Linked DNA regions of Zea mays: region 1 is linked to region 2. A link is a contact called in public Hi-C data. All regions are on one chromosome and are shown on one strand. The core of a region is the stretch at or near the end of the contact, and the rest is flanking DNA. Distances in the headings are between cores, read along the strand shown. Region 1 has its middle 17 kb from the start of LOC100278838. Region 2 holds the start of LOC100280380.

Region 1 (4,963 bases), core at 1,610-4,109, 120 kb after region 2:
ATAGCAACCTCGGCCAAATCGCCTTACCGCCGACCGTATCGCATGCGCATTTAATGCAAGGATCGCCTGACACCTTATCCTGACACGTGTGCCTCAGTTGGCAAGGTCGAAGTGATCGCAGTCACTTCACCCCTTTACTGATCGTTCTGACAGGAAAACAATACTATTCACCCCGTTCCGACTACTATGCCAACCACCAGGGTAAGGATAACAACAGTGAGTCACGGCTTCTCCCGAGTTCAGCCTCGGGCGCAACAGGGAGCTCCGCCTCGCCCGACCCCGGCCTCAGCCTCGGCCTCGGGAGAAGGTCTCCGCCTCGCCCAACCCCGGCCTTAGCCTCGGCCTCGGGAGAAGGTCTCTTCCTCGCCCGACCCCGGCCTCAGCCTCGGCCTCGGGAGAAGGTCTCCGCCTTGCCCGACCTCGACCTCAGCCTCAGGAGAAGTCACTGCCTCGTCTGACCTCGGCCTCGGACCGACTACGCTATAGGGGATACATCATTACCCTACCTCTAGCTAGCTGCCTCAGGCTACGAAGGAACAAGACCGGAGTCACATCTAGATTACTCCGGTCACAGGTAATGATGATTCCCCGCATGCGTCCATGACGTCAATAGTCCTCAAGCTCTCTACGAAGGCAAAGAAACGTCAGCAGGACCCAGGACCGCACCGCCAGCTACGCTTCTACAGGGCTCGAGCACTTCTCCGCAGGCCACGTTAGCACATAGCAACACCCCCATATGTACAACTGGACCATCCCCTTGTGTCTATAAAAGGGGATGCCCAGGGCCTTCTCAAGAGAAAGGGGAGAGAGGACGGGCAGCAAGGACGACGGAGATGGACACACTCAAGCATCGAGCTCCACTCCGCAACACTAGACTCCTCAGGAGACCTAGGACCCATTTCCCTCTCTCGCGAAGCTTGTAACCCCTACTGCAAGCACCCCGGTGCAAGATAATTTAAGCCTCATCCCTCCTCTTGTGTTCCATCTTGCATCAACCCATCTGGACAAGGGCACGTGGCACAAAATTCACTAGTCGGTCCGGTTGAGGGTCCCCCGGATCCGAAACGCCGACAGTTCTGCTATGTAATATATCTGGCAAATGGCATGAATTAAAATATGCAGTTAATAGGATTCTGAAGATCCGTCATGAGATCCTAGGAGGACCCATATCTTTGAATTATAAATATGCAACATATAAATCTCGTACCGAATAATACATTCCTGACGAATGAACACTCTCCTGTGTAGAGAGAATATCTCCTAGATGAGATTATAGTTCCTTAATGGAACCTTTCCAGAAGAAATAAAGTCTGTGTTAAACACCAAAGTTTGATAATCCCTATATAGGGATAAAGATCCATACAGACCCGAAAAGCAATAAGATGAGGTACCAAAGGACTTGAAGTTCACCGAATAAGCACATGTGCATTCCACGATCTTTACTCATGGTATTTTCCACTAGATGTGGAATTACGGTATCCTCTAAAGCCACGATGGCAAAAACCTTAAGGTTTAGGTGTTACTGGTAAAATATCCCCATTGTGCCAGAAAGACAGACTATAATGATATATCTGATCGATGAAAAATCCCTGATGGATTACGATCTTTGATGGACTTTTGTTACACCATCATAGATGTTGCAAAGGATGAACGCCTGGAGTAATGTGTCATATTTAGAATATGTACTATTGCAACTATATTATCCCCTAAGTCCTATTGAAGGACATGTTATTTGCTTTGCACAACTATGTATAAATTGTGGTGTAGATAGAAAATGATAGCACCCAACCTCATCCATTATCATTATTCTAGATGAACAATGAGACATATATCTTGAAGAATATGCTTGAGTTATGAGGGATAACGACTTTGACAGATGTCATCGTCAGGGAGAGCGAATGCTTATATTGATCACAATCGTGAGACAATAAATGTCATATTTTATGCCCTAAAGGCGTGAGCTTGATGATCAATATGTGAACCTTTATAAAACTTTCTATCAAATATATAGATCCAGTCGATCGAACACCATCAATTAAAGTGGCTTATTTATATTGATACGTGCACTTACCTCGTATATCCTAGAAGTGAGTAGAGTTAAAGTTCCTGAAATAGTCCTTGCAAGGATATGCAATCCGTTTGCTAAATCTTTATGTGCATATACTTCCAGAAGAAAATATTTTGCCTTATCGATACGGTTTTGCAAATATCATGGGGAGCATATTTCTAAAGTTAGCCCTTGTAGAAGATTCGATAGAATCTAGATCCCAGAGGATCAAAATCTGTCCCGATGACAGCTGTTGTATTCTTTTTCCCTTGGTGAGTTTTCTTGAAGTATCTCACATGATGGTTTTTAACGAGGCAACAAAGTGCAAATGCAATTTGTATCATCATGCACTCTTTCTCCACATTTTTCTCACTGGGTTTTTCGGAGTTTTAACGAGGCATGTGTTGGTCGCGCTATTCGCCCAAGGGGGAGTGTTAAGTAACCCTAGTCAGAGTTATGTGGGCAAATACTTGTTTTGCCTCTGAGGGGTCTCACATCTACATATAAGGAACATGTACACCCCTCATAATACAGAGAAGAGAAAGAGGTCAAAGGCCCAACTCTATATCGTGTCTCGTGTGTTTCCTCTATCGTGCTTCTGGGAAGGGATACGGGTCTTCCACGACTTCTCGCGTCTAATCTGCTGACGGGAGGGAAAGGTGCGAATCTGATGATCCGTGGTAACGTAGTTGTTAGGACGGTACGAGTACTCACAGACGAGAAACGAGAAGCACATGTATGCTGTGCGCCTGTGCGATTCTGCTCGGGCCTCAGCACCACCAGCCCCGTGCTCCCTGTTCGACCTCTTGAAAATGGGCCGACATGAACGGGACGACTGGGCCGAATCCGTAGAACCGCGACGTGTATCCTGGAAGGCTGGAAGAAGCGTTTCGGCTATCCAGGGTCCAAATTAGAATCGGAACACCCAAAAAATCTTTGGGTACAACATTTTACCTACTAACAACTAACATATCCACGGGTAACAAATCTTTGGATCTCCATATTTTTGCATGTTTTTGTTACACTGATTGCTTTTGATCAACCCTTCTCATAGCTTTAATTAGATATCACTAATGTTCCTTAAATCACCACTTTGTTTAGCCTTATAAGCCATGTGTTTGGTAATCCGACACAGGGCGGCATGCCATCTAGGATAAAGTTAGTCCCAAAAGAACCATTCTTGATACCCTAATGAAATTTACTCAGTGGACTGATCATAATATGGTAATTGTATGTTTGGTCTTGATTTTCACTTAAAGTATCACTTTCTCAAATATATATTCTTTAATTAAATGGTAGTGTACCCTTAATTTGCTGGTCATCAATCTAGCATAATTGAAAACCAAACTTAAATCTCTCGATATATTGTAAATATCTTCCAATACGAAGTGACTTTTGACAATCCATGACTTCTTGTACTCCATCATTTCCTACAAAGATCAACAAAACAAAACAAAACAAAAATAAAGAACAAAGTTAGCTATTATAATGGTTAATAAACCAAAAATATAATAATTAGTACATAGCAATATAGTTGTAGATGGTAGTTCTTATTTAAAATTATTTATATCTCTACTACTTATTAAGTTAGCAATAGTAGTCTGCCTTTTTGTGTTCTGCCATTCTACGATCTCAGTCGTCCATTCTACCATTTTGCGATCTCAACCGTCGATCCCGCCCACCAGCCCCGCTCCCCGATCCCGCCCACCAGCCCCGCTCCCTCGTCTGCTTCCCCTTCCTCCCTCCGACCCTCTCTCACCCAAAAACCCTAGCTCGCATGTGCCCACGCCACCGCCGTCGTCGCCATCGCCCCACCCACCCAAGTGATGCCCCCTGACCCCGACGCTCCTCTCGTCTCTCACCCCGCGATGTTACCGGCGAAGCGCACGCCTAAATGTGGATTGACCGGTCGATAGTCAAGGAGACGCCTGAATCTTTTGTGCCTCTTTCACCTCCACCTCCGCCCCCAGATCGACGCGAGTGTCATGCTATGGACCTCGCCGCTTGTGCCGACATCAACATCGCACGAGCACACCTCCTCCTCGTTGCCCACGACCACAGGTCAAAAGCAAGCCATCTGTCGCCCATCTCAGTTTTATCGTCCTCCACCCTGAAACTTAGGGCATTTCGCTTTTGGTGAAGTCATCATCTTCCTCGTGCACGACGACCTCGACGGTTCGTACGTCGCCCGCCCGCCGCCACCCTCCTTCCGTGGATCCATAAAGCGCGGTGCAACAGCTCTCCACCTTCCACATCCCCGTCTACCATGCGCGGCACGCGAGCCACCGCCGAGATCTCCCCACCGGCAGCGAGGGGGTGTGCCCACAGACGGGCCGATTCGGATCTACGCCGACACCATCGACGACAGGTGGGCCCCATACATCGCGAGTTCATCCACTCCCCCCATAGCTCTGGATCTAACCGTGGCTCGCTCTCCTGGTGTCGTGTCACCCAGGAGGAGGCGCTCGATGACTTCGTCGACGACGGCGTTGACGACCTGGTGGTCTCGCTCTACCAGATGGACCTCGATCGCACGCTCTTCCTCCTCCGCTCCTACCTCCTCCTGGAGAAGGTTAGTAGGATTTCACAACCCACCATGTGTTTGTTCTTGCGCCACCCTTTCTAGATTGAACCAAAATTAGCGACCCAAAAAAGAAACGACAGTTGCGGCAATCTGATCGCCCTGCTGGCGTGGCTGCTGCAGATCAAGAAGTACACGATGCATATCTCTAGGTCCGATGACCTCCTTAGTCATCTCTCACAGCAGGAGCGCCTGGTTGGGGCATTTATCACAATTGTTTGCGCCACCTTGTGAAATAAACCTATAACTACAGTACCTGTCTAGGATGCATTTTAGTATTTCACCATTTGTTGTTGTGCTACGTTTTGATAGACATTGTATTATGCTATATATCC
Region 2 (4,570 bases), core at 1,194-3,693:
CACGTGGGCCCGCTTTCAATTGTTAGTAGATAAAAAATTTATAGTAGATGAAAAGTATGTATAAAAAATGATATTTTATAGTGTAGTGGGATATAGGGGGAGTATTTAGAGGGAACCGCTGCGGGAGATGAAAAAATAGGGGGTGGAATGTTGATGATGTGACCCAAAAAAGTGATATAGGGGGAAAAATTTAGGGGGAACGGTTGCGGATAGCCTAAGCTCTAGGGTCTACAAGACTATACTTCAAGTGAAGTGAAGGGACGATTGCAGGCCACTTGGGGGACATCAGGAGTAGGGCTGGAAAAAAAGCTCGAGCTCAACGAGCTGGCTCGGGCTCACAGTAGCTCGGACCGGCTCGACGCTCAGAACAAGTCCGAGTCGAGCCTGTTTTTGTGGCTCGTGAAAAGAGCGAGTCAGCTCGGCTCAGCTCGGTGCAGCTCGCCAGCTCGCTCGTGGCTCGACCCAACAACAATTTGTTACATAAAATCTTAGTTAGCATATAATATTAGTATCGAGTAGACAATAATTTATGTTATTTAAGATTACTATACAAAAATAATCTATTTTCTATATTATATTAGTGATATATCTATTTTACTAACTTAAAATATGTTATTTAAAATATTTTTAAGATTTTATATTATAATTTAGAGAGCAGATTTATATTTATGACTAGGCTCGGCGAGCCGGCTCGCGAGCCGAGCCGAGCCGAGCCGGTTTTCCGAGCTCGGCTCGTTACGTGAATGAGCCGCAGCGAGCCGAGCCGAGCCGAGCCGAGCTCGGCTCGGCTCGTTTCCAACCCTAATCAGGAGGCAGACAGTGCTCGTCAACGGCCATGGAAAAAAGCTTGTCTTCCTTGGACTTGCACGGCGGACCCTGTTAGCTCTCTTCTTTGCCAACTTTCCTTAATTACTGAGTCATCAGGTGTGCTTATATACTCGAGATAGAGTACATTTTTTTGGTCCTCAAACTTGCTCGGTAATCTGATTTTTCAACCTTAAACAAAATCAGAAATCCACAACATTAAACTATAAAACTAGATAACCAATGAGAGATTCTGATATTTTGAGACCCACAATTGACATGTATTTCAAGATTTGACACCCATATCACAGTCTGTGAGTCATTGACATGTAACCTATAAATCAGCCTTTGGGTTCATCGCTTCTTGTTCATGTACAGAGTCTCGTCTCGGTGCTAATCAATAATCATGACCCTCTTCCTTCCATGGCATGCTTGTTCGTTCCCTCCACAATAATCAAGAGAGCATGTGGTGATTGTTTGTTGGGCCATGCATGCCGATCAGCTGCCACGTATACTGTGCTGCTGCTGGGTTTTGGGTAGTAAGCTCTAGGGTCTACAAGACTATACTTCAAGTGAAGTGAAAGGACGATTGCAGGCCACTTGGGAGACATCAGGAGGCAGACAGTGCTTGTCAACGGTCATGGAAAAAAAGCTTGTCTTCCTTGGACTTGCACGGCGGACCCTGTTAGACCAACTCCAGCAGTACTCTGCATGGGGCTCCGTATCCCTTTTTTGCACAGCGGAGCACACTATTCATCAGTCCAGCAGTCTCCGCATCCGTCTCCCTAAAACGCACGCCCTGTACCTGCACTCCCCTTTTCCACGGTTTCTCTCTCCTCTCCGCAGCTGATTGCATGCGCTCGCGACTGCTCGTGGGCCCCAGCTGTCATAGACTGCATGCGGAGTGCAAATACGGAGTCTGCTGGAAACGGGGACGGATACAGAGAGGAGAGAGAAACTGTTGGCGGTGCTAAATACGGATACGGAGAGAGAGTCTGCTGGAGTTGGTCTTATAGCTCTCTTCTTTGCCACCCTTCCTTAATTACTGAGTCATCAGGTGTGCTTATATACTCGAGATAGTGTACATTTTTTTGTCCTCAAACTCGCTCGGTAATCTGATTTTTGAATCTTAAACAAAATCAGAAATCCACAACATTAAACTATAAAACTAGATAACCAATGAGAGATTCTGATATTTTGAGACCCACAATTGGCATGTATTTCAAGATTTGACACCCATATCACGATGAAATGTGAGGTTGCTGTGAGTCATTGACATGTAAACCAGAATGTTAAATCTTTAAAGGATTCAAATAAAAAAAGGGATTTGCGTCTTTGGTAGGCCGAGGCCGTAGATAGCAAAACACAGAATTAGCGATGGATATATCCCGTCAATAGGCGTCAAATTACGCTTTACAGCCTTTGGAAAACCAAAGCTTCCATTTGCATGCCCATCCATTATTCCCCCGTCTTTTCCTTCCTCTGCTTTCGCCCCCTCCCATCCCGTGCCGTGCTCAACTTTTTTTCAAACCTGCAGTGCCAGTGCTCCTCACTGACCACCTTCTTCTTTGAGCATTCATCAAGCAGATACTGCAGACATAATATCATAGCTGCACAGTTCGAAAAACAATCTGCAGTGCTTCAAAAAAAATTATGAAACGAGCTCCGTGGTTGCAATGGCGTCCTGTTACGAATGATATGCATGCGCAGAAGAGTCACGAGGAAGGAAAGACATGCAGCGCCACTGGTATGGTATGGCGATGATGGTGTCAGTCAGTTGGCCTTGGTATTTCTTCACCTCGTTTTTTTTTCACCTGCAGCAACGGAAGCCCAGCCGAGTGCATAGCAGATAGCGCTGTGGACTGTGGAGTGTGGAGTGAAGTGAACGAGCTCTCAGTCTCTCACACACTCTAGCTGCTCCTGCTTGCTTGGCTGCTGCTCTCTCCCACTGTCTCGCCGTCTTGCTCGCACGCATGGGCGTTGGCCGGGGTTCCTGCTCCAGCCACTGAAGACGCGGCGGCGGCGGCGGCTCCTGCTCATGGCAGGAGCTCAATGCGGCACAGGACCGCGCGCCGGGCCGCTCCTCCTCGTCCTCGTCCTGTGCGGCTTCCTTGTGCTGCTCGTGCCTGCGGCTCGGCGCGGGGACGACGACGAGACGGAGGAGTTCCCCGTCGCGTCTTCCGCTTCGTCGTCGTCGTGGCACTGGCACGCCGCTGATGGGCGCCGCCGTGCCCTGCCGCGGCCGGCCGCCGCGACGTGGCCGTGGCGCCCCGCCCAGCCCCGGGCGCGCGGGAGGTGGAACTCCGCGGGGCAGGACGGCAAGCACGAGGTCCCCAGTGGCCCCAACCCGGACTCCAATCGGTAGCCGTAGCCAGAGAGGTGGGTGGTCGTGAACTCCGATCCGCCGTCTGTGTTTGTTTCGGCGAACGGCGACCAAGCTCCCTCCCTGTCCCCTGCTCCTGCTCCTGGAGGCCGGTCGTCTAGCTAGGCCTGGCCGTCGTATCGCTCCTCCATGCTTCTTGCTGCTCCGTGCTGGAGCCAGTACGTGCGTCGTTTGCTTGCTGTGTTGTATCTTCTTCTTCGCCGTTCTCTTCGTTAGAGAATGAACATGACCATCATCTGACGCATGCATTGCTCAATTCTCGTCCAACCGACGATTGATTGGTGACCTGGAATCAGGAGCAGATTTTGCATCTGCTCGATCGTCGGTCTCGTACTGTACACTACCAGGCGCAGACCCACGCACCCTGTGCAGCTCATCAATCAATGATATGGTAGTATATGGTACCACACCACGCGTCGCGTGTCTGCTTCTGCGTGGTCGCGCATCACCTGAGCTGCCGGGTCCCCTCGCCCCTGCATGCAGCTCTGTGTTGTGCGTGAGGGTCATGCATGGCCGACCGGGCAGGTGATGAGGTCGCTCGCAATTGACTTGACTGACGCCGTGACTGTCCGTAGGCTACTACAGCATATTCGATGCGATGCTCATGTATAGTGCTGGGCAATTGAGTCGAGCTGGGCGGCTGGGCCAACCCGGTTCAAAATCAAGCCAATCGTGCTTCGTGCCAAACAGTTTCAGATCAGAAAAGCTCAAAAAACTTTTGGGCCGTATCGTGTCAGCCCGAAGTATAAAAACAGTGGCCCAATCCGGACCTAAACCACGTCGTGCCTTCGTTGGATCGTGCCGGCTCAAGCCCGGCCCATATATTGACCATATAAAATCAAAATATTACAATCATATAAAGTTAATAGCTTACTAAATTAAAGATATTAAACAATTCTAGCATCATTTGATCACATAAACTCTAAATATAACAACAATATAAAATCGATATCTTACTAGATTAAAGAAATCAAATAGATTAAGCTTAATTGGGCCGTGCCCGCTCAAGCCTGGCCCATCTATGCGGGCCATGCCGGGGCTCCAATAGGCCGGAAATTAAGGCCCGACCTAAGCCCACCTTCGGATCGTGCTAGCCTGGCTATATTATTTCATGCCGAGCCATGCTTTGGACTCCTATTTTTGGATCGTGCTCGTGCTGGCCCGAAAAGTCGGCCCATATCCTCAGCACTGCTCATATACAGTCATCTAAACAGTACCGCTCGCGGCTGATCACCCTTCTTACACCACTAATCGCGAGCTAAATCGGACTGTAATAACTAGTAGCAGCTAAATTATATATATTCATACTATAACCAGACTGTTATAGCAAGCATTTATATTTAGAGAATAAGGATAGCTATAGTCGCAAAGAGCAGTCCAGGC

What was found. A called contact is a pair of places that touch in the nucleus more often than the background predicts.
Region 1: a Hi-C map of leaf mesophyll shows a contact between it and region 2, with 2.9 times the contacts expected there. The contact joins the enhancer-like site here to the promoter of LOC100280380 in region 2. A contact is called at or near these places in 3 of 25 Hi-C or Micro-C datasets (ear, leaf and leaf mesophyll).

The regions. Positions count from the first base shown.
Region 1 is chr5:223,605,407-223,610,369 of Zm-B73-REFERENCE-NAM-5.0, forward strand. No RefSeq gene overlaps it. Among protein-coding and RNA genes, the nearest start is that of LOC100278838, 17 kb to the right of the region's middle. Within about 2 kb of position 2,860, at least 16 of the 20 cell types and tissues checked have an H3K27ac peak or open chromatin away from gene starts, as enhancers often do. A contact at or near this core is called in ear, leaf and leaf mesophyll, where this site is marked.
Region 2 is chr5:223,489,906-223,494,475 of Zm-B73-REFERENCE-NAM-5.0, forward strand. LOC100280380 reads left to right here and starts at 2,444. Exons shown (of 2, transcript NM_001153305.1): 1 at 2,444-2,551; 2 at 2,625-3,441. The coding sequence starts at 2,843. The coding sequence ends at 3,169.